2 separate regions of the Mus musculus genome follow, and region 1 is linked to region 2. A link is a contact called in public promoter capture Hi-C data. All regions are on one chromosome and are shown on one strand. Each heading gives the region's core, a stretch centred on a gene start, on an enhancer-like site or on the middle of the called end of the contact. The rest is flanking DNA. Distances are from core to core; before and after follow the strand shown. Region 1 holds the start of Zfp106 (zinc finger protein 106). Region 2 holds the start of Rpusd2 (RNA pseudouridylate synthase domain containing 2).

The links. Capture Hi-C pulls out chosen DNA fragments and counts their contacts.
Region 1: a contact with region 2 is called in a promoter capture Hi-C map of adipose tissue, with 2.5 times the contacts expected there. The contact joins the promoter of Zfp106 here to the promoter of Rpusd2 in region 2. A contact is called at or near these places in 1 of 39 promoter capture datasets (erythroid cells) and 2 of 9 other capture datasets (adipose tissue and liver).

Annotation. Positions count from the first base shown.
Region 1 is chr2:120,562,497-120,565,274 of GRCm38.p6, reverse strand. Zfp106 (zinc finger protein 106) reads left to right here and starts at 1,416. Exons shown (of 22, transcript NM_011743.3): 1 at 1,416-1,588.
Region 2 is chr2:119,033,077-119,036,265 of GRCm38.p6, reverse strand. It overlaps Rpusd2 (RNA pseudouridylate synthase domain containing 2), which reads right to left and starts at 1,476. Exons shown (of 3, transcript NM_173450.3): 1 at 798-1,476. The coding sequence starts at 1,442.

The sequences.
Region 1 (2,778 bases), core at 167-2,666, 1.5 Mb before region 2:
GCCCCAGAACAGGGGAACGCCAGGGCCAAAAAGGGGGAGTGGGCGGGTAGGGGAATGGGGGTGGGTGGGTATGGGGGACTTTTGGTATAGCATTGGAAATGTAAATGAGCTAAATACCTAATAAAAAATGGAAAGAAAAAAAAAGGATTGGGATAATTATGGATGTAATACTGTAGTTCTCAATTAGGGACATTTTTTGCCCTCCAGGGGGACACTGGGCAGGGTCTAGAGAGTTGGGGGAACATTATCTTAGAATGCACTAGACAGCAACTGGTAACAGTTATCTGCTTCAAACTGTAAATGTTGCCTGGCATGGTGGCGCGTGCCTTTAATCCCAGCACTTGGGAGGCAGAGGAAGGCGGATTTCTGAGTTCAAGGCCAGCCTGGTCTACAAAGTGAGATCCAGGATAGCCAGGGCTACACAGAGAAACCCTGTCTCGAAAAACAAACAAACAAACAAACAAACAAACAAAACAAAGCAAAGCAAAGCAAAAACAAAAACAAAAACCTGTCAATGTTGTGAAATCCTGGTCTATGGTTATTTTGGTCCTCACTTATATTGGCATTTCTTGAACTATGTCTCTGAACTTAGAGCAAAGCACTTCTGTATGTAATCTCCCTTAAAGGGGAAGTAGAAAAAGCAGCCTAGCAGACCTTAAATGCTTTAAGGACTTGTGATGTCACAAATACACAATTGGAAGAATTCCCTAAACCTTTAGAAGGAATCTGGATTTACACATAAATGAAGGTAGCTGTTTATTTTGATTTGAGGCTTTAACGTATTTATTTATTTATTTAGGTTTTTCGACAAAGGGTTTCTCTGTGTAGCCCTGGCTGTCCTGGAACTCATTCTGTAGACCAGGCTGGCCTAGAACTCAGAAATCTGCCTGCCTCTGCCTCCCAAGTGCTGGGGTTAAAGGTGTGCGCCATCACTGCCTGGCTAGGCTAAGATTTAAATTGAGTTCTGTCCTTTGTTGAAACAGTATCACATTGTAGCCCAGGAACTATGTAACAGCTTTGCCTAGCCTTGAACTCCCGTTACACTCTGCTCTCAACCTCCAGAAGCAGAGGTGAGCTACCATGCCTAACTTGGAATCTATCTGTTCCAAAGTTTCACAAGGAAGGAATAGTTTTGAAATGTAGTCAAGACACTGCCACAGCTTATGGTGGAGGGCTTAGAAAGTAGGGGAAGTCCAGAAAGAGCTTGGAAAATGGGGAAAACAAACAAACAAACAAACAAACCAAGAAAAAGAAGGTGCAGCCAATTGGTTTGTGCAAAAGACCTATCTGGGCTCTTCATCCTTTTTGAGTAAGGCCACTTGTCTGGTGTCCGTTGTTCACTTCTTATGTTCAAATAAAGCTAGATGGTTGAAAAGGGCGGATGGAGTGGGAGGGGAGAGGGAGCGTGCTGAGTTGCGTGCGCCTGCGCGCTTGCGCGATGGTGGTAGTAGCGGCGGCGGCGGCGGCGTCAGTGCCCGGCGGGGAGCGGGTCCCGGGCCGCCGCCGGACCGGAGGCTAAGGGGGCGTCTGGGAGCTCCCTCGCCGGGTCCTCGGCGGCCAGATGGCGTAGGAAGGTCGGGCTGTGAGTGTGAGTAAGGAGGATGCGGCCTGGTTGGGCGTATCGGAGCCCGAGGGTCTGCCCCCTGGACAGGTGGTGGAGCTGCGCCTGCATGCGACCACGCTACGATGCCCCTTCTGACCTGTGTGGGTTTAGGGTTTATTGGCGAGCGGTGCGTCTGGCTTCTGGGCACAGATTCCAGCAAGGGCAATCCGATTCTGTTCGCAACCCAGACTGGACGCGTGGCTCCAGGTTTTTGACCTTTGGGGCAGGCCCTGACCTCTGTCGGCATGGGGTCTAGTCTAGGAGGAATCTCAGCCTTAGTTTAAAAGCTGTAGGTTTCAGGCCAGGGCCATCTCTAGCCTTCCGAGACTAACAGTGTCGCCTCTTTTTCCTGCTTTTGAGGACTCTACTTGTGGGATGCGTCTTAGCAATGTAGTAGCAACTAGTGGAACGGTATGTGTCCATTTAATATTTAGTACGATTTTGGTGCGTAGTGTGGAGAGGAGATTATTGCACCGCCTCCCGTTTCAGTCTGTTAGGTATAGTCATCTTTGAAAGTAACGTAAACTATCTTTTTGGGGAAGTTCCAGATTTCAGTGTTGTGTGTGTGTGTGTGTTTTTTTACCCCAACTTGGAAGCAGATTACAGTTCTAGCCACCATATCGGTTTATATTAAAGTGATTCCAATCACAGACTGATTAAGAGCCAAATCCTGTTCTAAAACTACAGGGGGGAATCTTAAAAGTGTAACGCCAAAAAACGAAAGAATGAATGATCAGATTCATCTACGAGTTACTTAGTATCTGCTTTGCGTGTGATAAGTACATTCAGGTGTGTCTTGGGAATTTAACAAGCTGTTGTAGTAGATGTTTTTGGGTAGTACTTTTTACATGAGGTACTGAGATACTGAGAGTGATTTGTTGAAGTTTTCACGTTGTGGAGTTAGTGAACTTCATCTCCGGTGATGGCTACGCTCATCTCTTTCTGATACACCCAATTAGACATTCTTTTTTTGTTTTTGTTTTTATTTTTGTTTTTTGAGACAGGGTTTCTCTGTATAGCTCTGGCTGTCCTGGAACTCACTTTGTGGACCAGGCTGGCCTCGAACTCAGAAATCCGCCTGCCTCTGCCTCCCAAGTGCTGGGATTAAAGGCGTGTGTCACCATGCCCGGCTTTTTTTTTTTTTTTTTAAAGACTTATTTGTTATTATATCTAAG
Region 2 (3,189 bases), core at 227-2,726:
TAGTCTCACTGAATTTAAAAAAAAAAAAAAAAGGCTGGAGAGATGGCTCGGTGGTTAAGAGCACTGACTGTTCTTCCAGAGGTCCTGAGTTCAATTCCCAGCAACCACACGGTGGCTCCCAACTATCTGAAATGGGATCTGATGCCCTCTTCTGGTGTGTCTGAAGACAGCTGCAGTGTACTAAAATAAAATAAATAAATCAAAACAAAACACCTGCCTAGTATCTATCCCTGACTTCCTAATTCTATACACATGGGAAACGAGTTTCAGTGTTAATATGAGCGCACACTTTGGGAATCGTACTGTTGCCTTACTTTGAGGTTCAGTTTGGTCACAAAGGGGAGAAGAAGCAATGCAAACTCCCCAAAGTTGCCACTTGAGTTTAATGTTAGAGTGCACAAAACGCTTAACTTTGTTCCTGATACAGTTAAGAACACATAAATGAGGTCTCTATTATTATTTGTACAGAGATATATCATGCAGGGTAGAAAGTAGGCAGTGCCCTTGCCACAAGGCAGATATTAAAGGAACATGAGAATTTCCATTTTGTTTGTTGGAAACAAACAGCCTTGCTGGCAAGGATGATCAGGTTAAGTTCTGGAGCGTGGGAAGGCTATCTAACCTACTTGGGGCTGTGGGAAGCGGGGACTAAAAGAGCACCAAGAGAAAATGAGATTGTTTCTGAATTACCATCACTTTACTCCCATACTTATAAGGTGTGTCTGAGAAAACAAACAAACAAAAAAAATCCCAAAACCTTCCCTCCTTTTCTCAAAGCTAGTTCCATCAGACACCACCTTGAGCACGATGCTGAGGTCCTGGACTGGTTCCTCGTTGAGATGCAGGCGTCCTGCCCGGACAGCGGCCTCGTAGTAAGACAGTGGCTGGGATCGGAACTCGGTGCTGAAGACGTGCAACAAGCTGCGGCCCACCCAGCGACCTTTACAGTAGGTCTGGAAGTCAAAGTAATAGGGCCGCACCTTGCGCAGGCCGCCCTCGAAGTAGTAGGTAGTCTCTGCGAAGTGCTCATCGCTAAAGCTCACCCCGGTGCGCCGTTTCTTCGGAGGCGGCACGACCCGTTCCCCAGTGGCGCCCCTCCGCTTTTTCCTCTTGCCTGAGTCGGCGACTGGAGCTGGGGTCTGCTCTCCGTTGCTCGGGAGCTGCCCTTCGCCTCCCTGGGCCTGGTCCCCGCTCTCCGGGACCTGCTTCCCTACCGCCGCCGGCTCCAGGCGCTCCAGGAGCGGCTCTCCGCTCGTGTTGCTACCAGCATCTCCATTTGGCTGAACCAAAGCCTTCAGCCCGCCCGCTGCCTCGGCTTGCGCAGACAGTGCCTCAGTCATCGCCTTCCCACAGCTACCCCAAGTCCGGACAAAGCTGTGGGACCAGAGCGCCACCTGCCACTGCACAATGTCCCGTAGGCAGCCCGGGACACCCCGCCACATGACAGCACGGCTAGCCGCTTCAGGGTCGCAATCTGATGGCGTCACAAGGTAACAACCAATCAGGAAGATCCCAGTACAGAGGCGGGTTTGCAAGAAGGGAAAAGTGAGTTGTTTTCAGAGTTAGGTGTCTGAGGAAGTCCTTGCTTGGAGTACCCTTATGCCCAAGGTCACAGGTAGACTCATTGAAGAGATCAGATGGTATTTCCTAAAGGAAATCTTCGGGAGTGCTCCACATAAAAGACTTGAATGGAGATGATGGTACACATTTCAAATAGATAAGCGCTATTTTCCTGGGTCTGTAAAAAACGCCTAAAAGTGTACTTAAAAGAGGCAGAGCCCGCAAGGTATCGCACACCTGTAGCTCAGAAGGAGCATCAGGAGTTTCAGTTCTATGGTTATTCAAGAGTGTGTCTCAAAATAAAAGCAGACAAGCAAAAGAATAGTAATTATTATTGTTTTAAAAAACGAATACAAGGCAAACAAGCAGGAAAAAAGTACCAATCAGAATGAAAGTTGCTACAGCTATGACTGTATTAGTACCAATTTGTCTACTTTGCTTTTACTTTTGAGGGACAGTGTTGGAGAATCCTAGAGTATCAAGCACTCGTTCATTTAAGTATACCCAGTACTGCTATTGTATGACTTAAAGGCTGCATATTATAGTATGTTACATACCTTGATAAAGCTATTATTATATATATTATATATTACATATTATATATAATTGTATATGTACATATGTATTATAGACATACTCCCCAGAAGCAATTTTTTTCACACCTGCCCTTCCTGCTAACAGCATGAAAAGAACTAGAGATTGCCTATTTGACTTCCATGAACTCTTATCCAGAACCACTTGCACATTAGAACTTCAAATGGATCAAAATTTTATTGCCAAGGTCTTATGTGTGTATGTGTGTGCCAGTTGCATGCACTTGTATGTATGAGTGTGTGCAAAGGTGAGAGGTCAACCTCAGATGACCTTTCTCTGGTGCCGTCCATTTTGTTTAATGAGACAGGGCCTCTCACAAGCATGTACTGCAATGCCCACCTTTTTAATGTCGGTTCTGGGGATCGAACTGAGGTCTATGTTGCATGACAAGCACTTTACCAACTGAGCCTAGCCCTTCCTTTATCTCCCTAGCCTGCTAGGGTTCTTAAATGCAAAATGCTGAAAACTGCACTGGCTAACTTCATCAGAGCAGGGATTACTGGGAGGATGTTAGTACTTCATAGGATTCATAAAAGAGTTGAAGTATAGACTGAGGAAAGAGACCAAATCAAGGCAAGCAAGGCCTCTGAAAACTATCTGTTGCTGGAGAAGAACCCCACTTGGGATGCTGCCACTGTGAGACTTGCTGCTGTGCCAATTACTCTTTGCCCCCACAACCCTTTGTCCCTTGAAAATCACTAAATATATCAGTCTCTTTGTGATCCTATCTCAAGATCTGGAATCCTACAAGGGAGCCAAACTTCCAAGAGGGACTAAATCTGTCTTTATTTTACAGAGTGCCTGGCAATAGTCAGTAATCCCATTATTCTTCACAGTGGGATTTCTCCAAAAAATGTAAATATTTGATTGCTAGTGTCTAAAAACAGGACAAGTGTCTAGTCCAGTTCAAGTATGTGAGCATGAACTTTCTCATGGGCGTTTACTATACAAAATGTTAATGTTGGCTTAGACTATTCTTATGCATTAGCCTTCTGGAGAAGATCAAGAGATGATTTTTATCTAAATGCTTCTATA